Regions from separate parts of the Hordeum vulgare genome. Here region 2 is linked to region 1. The links are chromatin contacts, called in public Hi-C maps. All regions are on one chromosome and are shown on one strand. Each heading gives the region's core, a stretch centred on a gene start, on an enhancer-like site or on the middle of the called end of the contact. The rest is flanking DNA. Distances are from core to core; before and after follow the strand shown. Region 1 holds the start of LOC123415233 (immediate early response 3-interacting protein 1-like). Region 2 has its middle 5.6 kb from the start of LOC123445791.

The links. A called contact is a pair of places that touch in the nucleus more often than the background predicts.
Region 2: a contact with region 1 is called in a Hi-C map of leaf, with 4 times the contacts expected there. The contact joins the enhancer-like site here to the promoter of LOC123415233 in region 1. A contact is called at or near these places in 2 of 6 Hi-C or Micro-C datasets (leaf and seedling).

The regions. Positions count from the first base shown.
Region 1 is chr1H:465,908,566-465,911,550 of MorexV3_pseudomolecules_assembly, reverse strand. LOC123415233 (immediate early response 3-interacting protein 1-like) reads left to right here and starts at 1,446. Exons shown (of 2, transcript XM_045106728.1): 1 at 1,446-1,660; 2 at 2,155-2,741. The coding sequence starts at 2,157. The coding sequence ends at 2,393.
Region 2 is chr1H:466,504,047-466,506,943 of MorexV3_pseudomolecules_assembly, reverse strand. No RefSeq gene overlaps it. Among protein-coding and RNA genes, the nearest start is that of LOC123445791, 5.6 kb to the left of the region's middle. Within about 2 kb of position 1,468, at least 2 of the 3 cell types and tissues checked have open chromatin away from gene starts, as enhancers often do. A contact at or near this core is called in leaf, where this site is marked.

The DNA of each region.
Region 1 (2,985 bases), core at 197-2,696:
AAAGAGCTCAAAGTATTTCTCTGTCATACCTGATTGTACCCCTGATGCAAGTCACCAAGAGCAAATGTCTTTAATTATAAGATATGTGGATTCATCTTCAAGTCAAGTTTTCATAGAAGAGTCATTTCTTGGATTTCTAGATGTAAATGATACAACTGGCCAAGAACTTTTTTAGGTGATACAAAATGAGCTAAAATATTGATGCCAACTGGCCAAGAAAGAAACAATTTAATGAGAACCCAGATGACATACATATTGCCACACAGTCCAGAGAGGAATCATTTAGAATTAACTATTTTATACGTGTTGTTGATCAAGTAATTTCCTCACTCACAAGGAGATTTGAGCAATACGAAGGATACCCGAGAATATTTTGTTTCTTATTTACCTCTGAAACATTGCGTTCATTGGATAAGAACATTTTGAAATCTTTTTGTGTTAATCTTGAGGCTGCACTTATGAAGGATAAATAATGTGATATTGATGTCAATGATCTATTTGTTGAGTTGAAGTTTCTTCAAAATTTCATGTCAGAAGAAAATATCGGACCTCTTGAAATTCTGAATTTTCTAAAGCGGCGTGATTGTTTTCCCAATGCAAGTATTGCATATAGAGTTCCGTTGACCATTCCTGTAACTGTTGCATCGGCAGAAAAGAAGTTTTTCTAAATTAAAGCTATTGAAATCCTATATGTGTACTATTATGACACAACAAAGACTCAATGATTTGACCACAATAGCACTGGAGAGTGAAGTGTTGGAGAAGATTGATTATGAGGATATCATCGAAGATTTCATTTCAAAAAATACTAAAAGAACGAGGATGTTCAAATAAATAGCAACCGCGAGTTGAATAGGTATGATTTTTTTATATGTCCACTTGTTATGCAAGACATTACATTACATAAATTATAATTTTTTCTACGACATATATATACATTATAATTGTTAGTTAGTTCTTTCATAGATAGGACCTCAATTTTTAGTTTGGCACAGGGCTCGAGATTTTGCCGGCCCGGCCCTGTCTCTGAAAAACCCAGCTTGAGCATAATGCCCTTCAAATATTCCCACTCAACTCAACCATACGCTTTTATCATGCCGAGTTTTAGAGCACAATGTATGTCTATAATGTAACTGCTTTAATACACTATATATGAAGTGAAGACACTCATAAGCCATAATAATATTTTTAGTAATCAACCTCACAGAAATGGATGCAGATTGTTCATCATAAATTGTTTCAGAAAGGTTGGCAATTACCTAACACGCGATATTTTTCAGACAACGACGCAATCTTATATATTTTTCAGACAACGACGCAATCTTATATATCACGTTACACAATAAGGTCTAAATTTTTCCAACAAGGCATCGTCCCCGGTCCGGTCCATATAGGTCTGGTCCATGTCGTTCCATGCCAGCCCATTGTAGAACCGGAGCCGGCCTGCTTCTCTTGGTTCTTACCGTCCGTGTCTGTGTCTCTATCTCCCGCCGTCCAGCAACCGACCGGAGCCGTTCTGCGCTCCGTAAACGAGAACAGAGACCAGAGCCTTTCCCCAGTGGAGGAATCCAAAATCGTCCACTCGACAAGCCAACGTTGACGTCCAGGCGAACTGGGAGCGCAGATCCGTCCTGAATTGGCTCAATCTCTTCTCTTTTCGGTAAGGAACCCTGGCTGGGCTTGCCTGTTTTCGATTCGTCTGGGAGTTCATCATCAAATCCATGGCTCGATTGGGTCTGTAATTTTACCTCAGAGCGCGCGATCGATATCTAGCCATCGTCAGTTCGGTAACCGATGTATGGGTACAGTTTATTTTTCGGTTTTTATGGGCTCAACTTTATCACCACAGTTCTCTCTCGTCTCGTGCAGTTTCTTTTTTATTTCTTCGTCCATGTATACTGTATACGTATGTCATCATCAGGATAATAAAACAGCATAATTGGTAATTGGTAGGATTTATACCGTCCCAGGAAAAAAAGTTTTGACGGCGATGGGACATTTTTTGAATGGACATGTTTGTGTCAGATTGATTTACTGCAATCCCAGGCAATAGAGGCTCGATTCAGAAACAAAATTCAGAGGGTTAAAAAATACTATGTTATGGGCTCTTTCCTTGTGACTGATGTCAGATTGTGATCCCTTCTTATTTTGCAGACATGGGCCTATGGTCATTCCTTGAGGGTCTCCTACTTATTGCTAACGCTCTGGCCATACTAAACGAAGACCGATTTCTTTCTCCCAAAGGATGGAGCTTCGCCGACGTTAGAGGCATGCAGGGAGCAAACACCTTCAAAGGGCAGATGATTGGCCTTATATATGCAGCTCAATATATGAGATTTCCATTGATCCTTCTAAATGGAATCACCATACTTGTCAAGTTCGTTTCATTTTGACACTGGCAAGTGGAGTATTATGCTATAAAGTTATTATCCATTTTGCTCCCTTGCAAATTGAGATATTTGTAGTTAACTAGGCTTTTTGTACTCGTGCTTCTTCAGTTCTTCTTCCAATAGTCTTTCGTTGATTGTAGTATCGATGTGCCTTATATATGCACACTCTGTTGAAATGTTCAGTTGAGCTCAGCTAGTTATCCACTAGACCACAATGGAGACGTTAGGTATCTAATTGTGATCTCTGATTATGCTTTTGTATTTGTCCACTGTAAACGTTTTTTTTTTGTTATCCCTAATAACTTATGTGCATGTTTTGGTTTGGTCATTGAATGAGTTTTTAATTTCCAAGTCAGGGGACCTTCATGCTTTGTGGCCACCTAGTGATTTGAGTATTTCTTCACGGTTGATTAACGTTGCTGGAGTGGCTGCTCGGAATACAATTGCTTTTTTTTAAGGTGCAGTGGATTGTCATTCTTAGTGTGTACTCCCTCCGCCCCAAAATAAGTGTCGCAGATTTAGTGCTAAATTAGTATAAATTTTATACTAGATCAACGTCATTTATTTTGAAATAGAGGGAATATAATTTTTGAAG
Region 2 (2,897 bases), core at 219-2,718, 600 kb before region 1:
GGCTATTGAGTTTAACTTTCTAGCATTGGAAGAGAGCATCTCGGTTAGTTCCGGGAGTTCGGTCAGTTGAGTCCAATGACCGAACACACCGAAGTAATTTCGTTTTTTCACAACTGCTAACCGAATAATTAACCGAAGCTTCGGTTCTCGGGTTTTTCGTCTTTGATTCCGTTTTTTTGGTATCCGGTGTTTGGTCCTTGGTTTTTCTGCCCACCTCTAGTCATGATGATCGGAAATCGCTATTTGACGCCCGTTGCGTTAAAATGTCGAGCAAACGCATAGAAATCTAGTGTACTAGGCCGATCCAGTTACGTTATATGTTTCGTTTGGGAACCTTCAGGAAGGTCCGTGTCTGCTTTTACCTATTTGAGGAAACTTCTAGAAAGTTCTCTGAACAGTTTTTTTTCTTTCAGTTTTTCCGTTCACTTTTTTCTTTTCTTTTCTTCTTTTACCTTTTTCTGTTTCTTTTTACAGTTTTCGTTTTTTCCTTTAAATGTCAATTGTTTTCCTTTTCAAAATTGTTCTGAAATTTCAAATATTTGTATTTATTTCAAGAAGTATTCCTTTTTTTCAGAATTTCTTCACAATTCCAAAAAATGTTTGCTTTCGGAAAATGATCAGGAATTTTAAGAAATGTTCCCAGATTCAAAATTTGTACAAAAATACAAACAATGTTCTCGTTCTCAAATTGTTTTGGTAAATTTGAAAAACTTTTTGATTTTAAAAACTTGTTCGCAATTTCATATTTTTTAATCTCAATATTGTTGGCATTTAGAAAAATGTTAACATTTTTATTTGGGTTTTAAAAGTTTGTACATATATATATATAAAATCGTGTTTTGTAAAAACTGAGTCTTTTTTTTAAGAAAATGGTCATGTTTGCAAACATTTGTGCCCTTTTTCATAAAATCTTCGTGATTTAAAAAAAAAGAGAAATTTCAAAAAATGTTCGCAATTTAAAATTTTATCTAAACTCAAACTCAATATATTTTGGACCTCCAAACAATATTTGAAAATGTGCATATTTTTGTAAATTGGGAAAAATATAGAAACTTGAACTATTTTTTTTAAATGGTAGTACCATTTTTCAAATGTTCGGTTGTTTTAAAATCCGAACAATTATTTAATTCTCAAACATTTTCTGAAAATGTGAACACTTTTTCTTAATTTCGAACATTTTCTGAAAATGTGAACACTTTTTCTTAATTTCGAACATTTCTATCTGATGTTTACAAGGGGGGTGTCAGATCTGTAGGAGATGATATTTCAAATAACCCGCATGTCTAATGAAAGATGTTAGTTTGGCTGGTCTGCGACAAGCGTCTACATGCTCCATTTGCAGGGTTCAATCCCTCGTACTGGCGCTTTCATTTTTCGTTGATTTTTGTACTGTTTCATCGCGATGATGGGCGGCCCAGTCAGGGGCTGTACAGGAGGTCCTATGATTGGGAACTCCTACCTGCCGCTCGCTGCGGCAGGGAGTCCCTCCCACGCACAGGGCGATCCCTGACAGAGCCAACCGAGTAGGCACGCGATAACTGTAACTTCTTCTTTTTTTGCTTATTTTTCTTCTTTTTTTGGACGTTTTTCTTCCCGTTTTCCTTTATTTATTTTTTTATCAAAACGAACAAATGTTGCATTTCTAAATTCATTTTTGAAAGCTTGAACGTTTTCTAAAACAGGGAATAAATTTGATATCACGAACAATTTTTTAAAGGATGAACCTTTTTTTAATCTTGAGAATAAAATTTTAAACCAAGAACAATTTTGAAAAATCCAGAACATATTTCGAACATTTTTTGAAAATACAAAATATTTTCTGAAAATCAAGAACATTTTTCTAATAAACAAAAGCATTTTTTGAATTAGAACAACATTTTTTCAAATATCCCGAACATTTTGTGAACATCCATTTTTTTTAGAAATTCTAGAACATTTTTTATAAATCAAGAGCAATTTTGTAAAGGAAAAACATTTTAATAATTTGGCGATTTTTTTTTGAAATACTGAACATTTTTTGAAAATCCAGAACAATATTTTGAAAAAGAGCAGTAATATTTTCTGAATTTGAAGAAGATTTTTTGAAAGTCCCAATCATTTTTTAGAAATACAGTTTTTTTAGTAAAAAGCACAAACGGAATTTAAAGAACAGTTTTTGAAAGCTAGTACATTTTTTGAAAATATAGAACATTTTTTTTAGTAAAAAAACAGAATTTGAAGAACATTTTTTGAAAACCTAGTACATTTTTTGAAAATCAATAACAATTTTCTAATAATTTTATTTTTTTCTAATTTGATAAACAATTGTTAAAAATCCCGAACATTTCTTAAAATCCAGAAGATATTATGAAATTCCGGAACATTTATTGAAATTATACAACATTATTCTAAAATACAGAATATTATTCTAAAAAGCAAAAACATTTTCAGAACTTGAAGAAGAATTTTTGAAAATCCCGAACATTTTTTGAAAATTCTGAATATTTTTGAAAAAACAGAACTATTTTTTGAAGAAAGAGTGAAAAAAATTCCGAATTTGAAGAACATTTTTTGATAACCCAGTACATTTTTTGAGAATCCCGATCATTGTTTGAGAAATAAGAACTTTTTTTCAAAATCCAGAACATTCTTTTGACAGAAACAGAATTTGAAGAACATTTTTTGAAAACCCACTACATTTTCTGAAAGTCGAGAAATGTTTTCTGAAAACTAAAATATTTTGGAATTTTTAGGACAACAACAACCAAGCCTTTCAGTCCCAAACAAGTTGGGGTAGGCTAGAGTTGAAACCCATAAGATCTCGAAACCAAGTCATGGCTCTGGAACGTGGATAGCTAACTTCCACGCACCCCTGTCCATGGCTAAGTCTTTGTCGATATTCCAAACCTTCAGGTCTC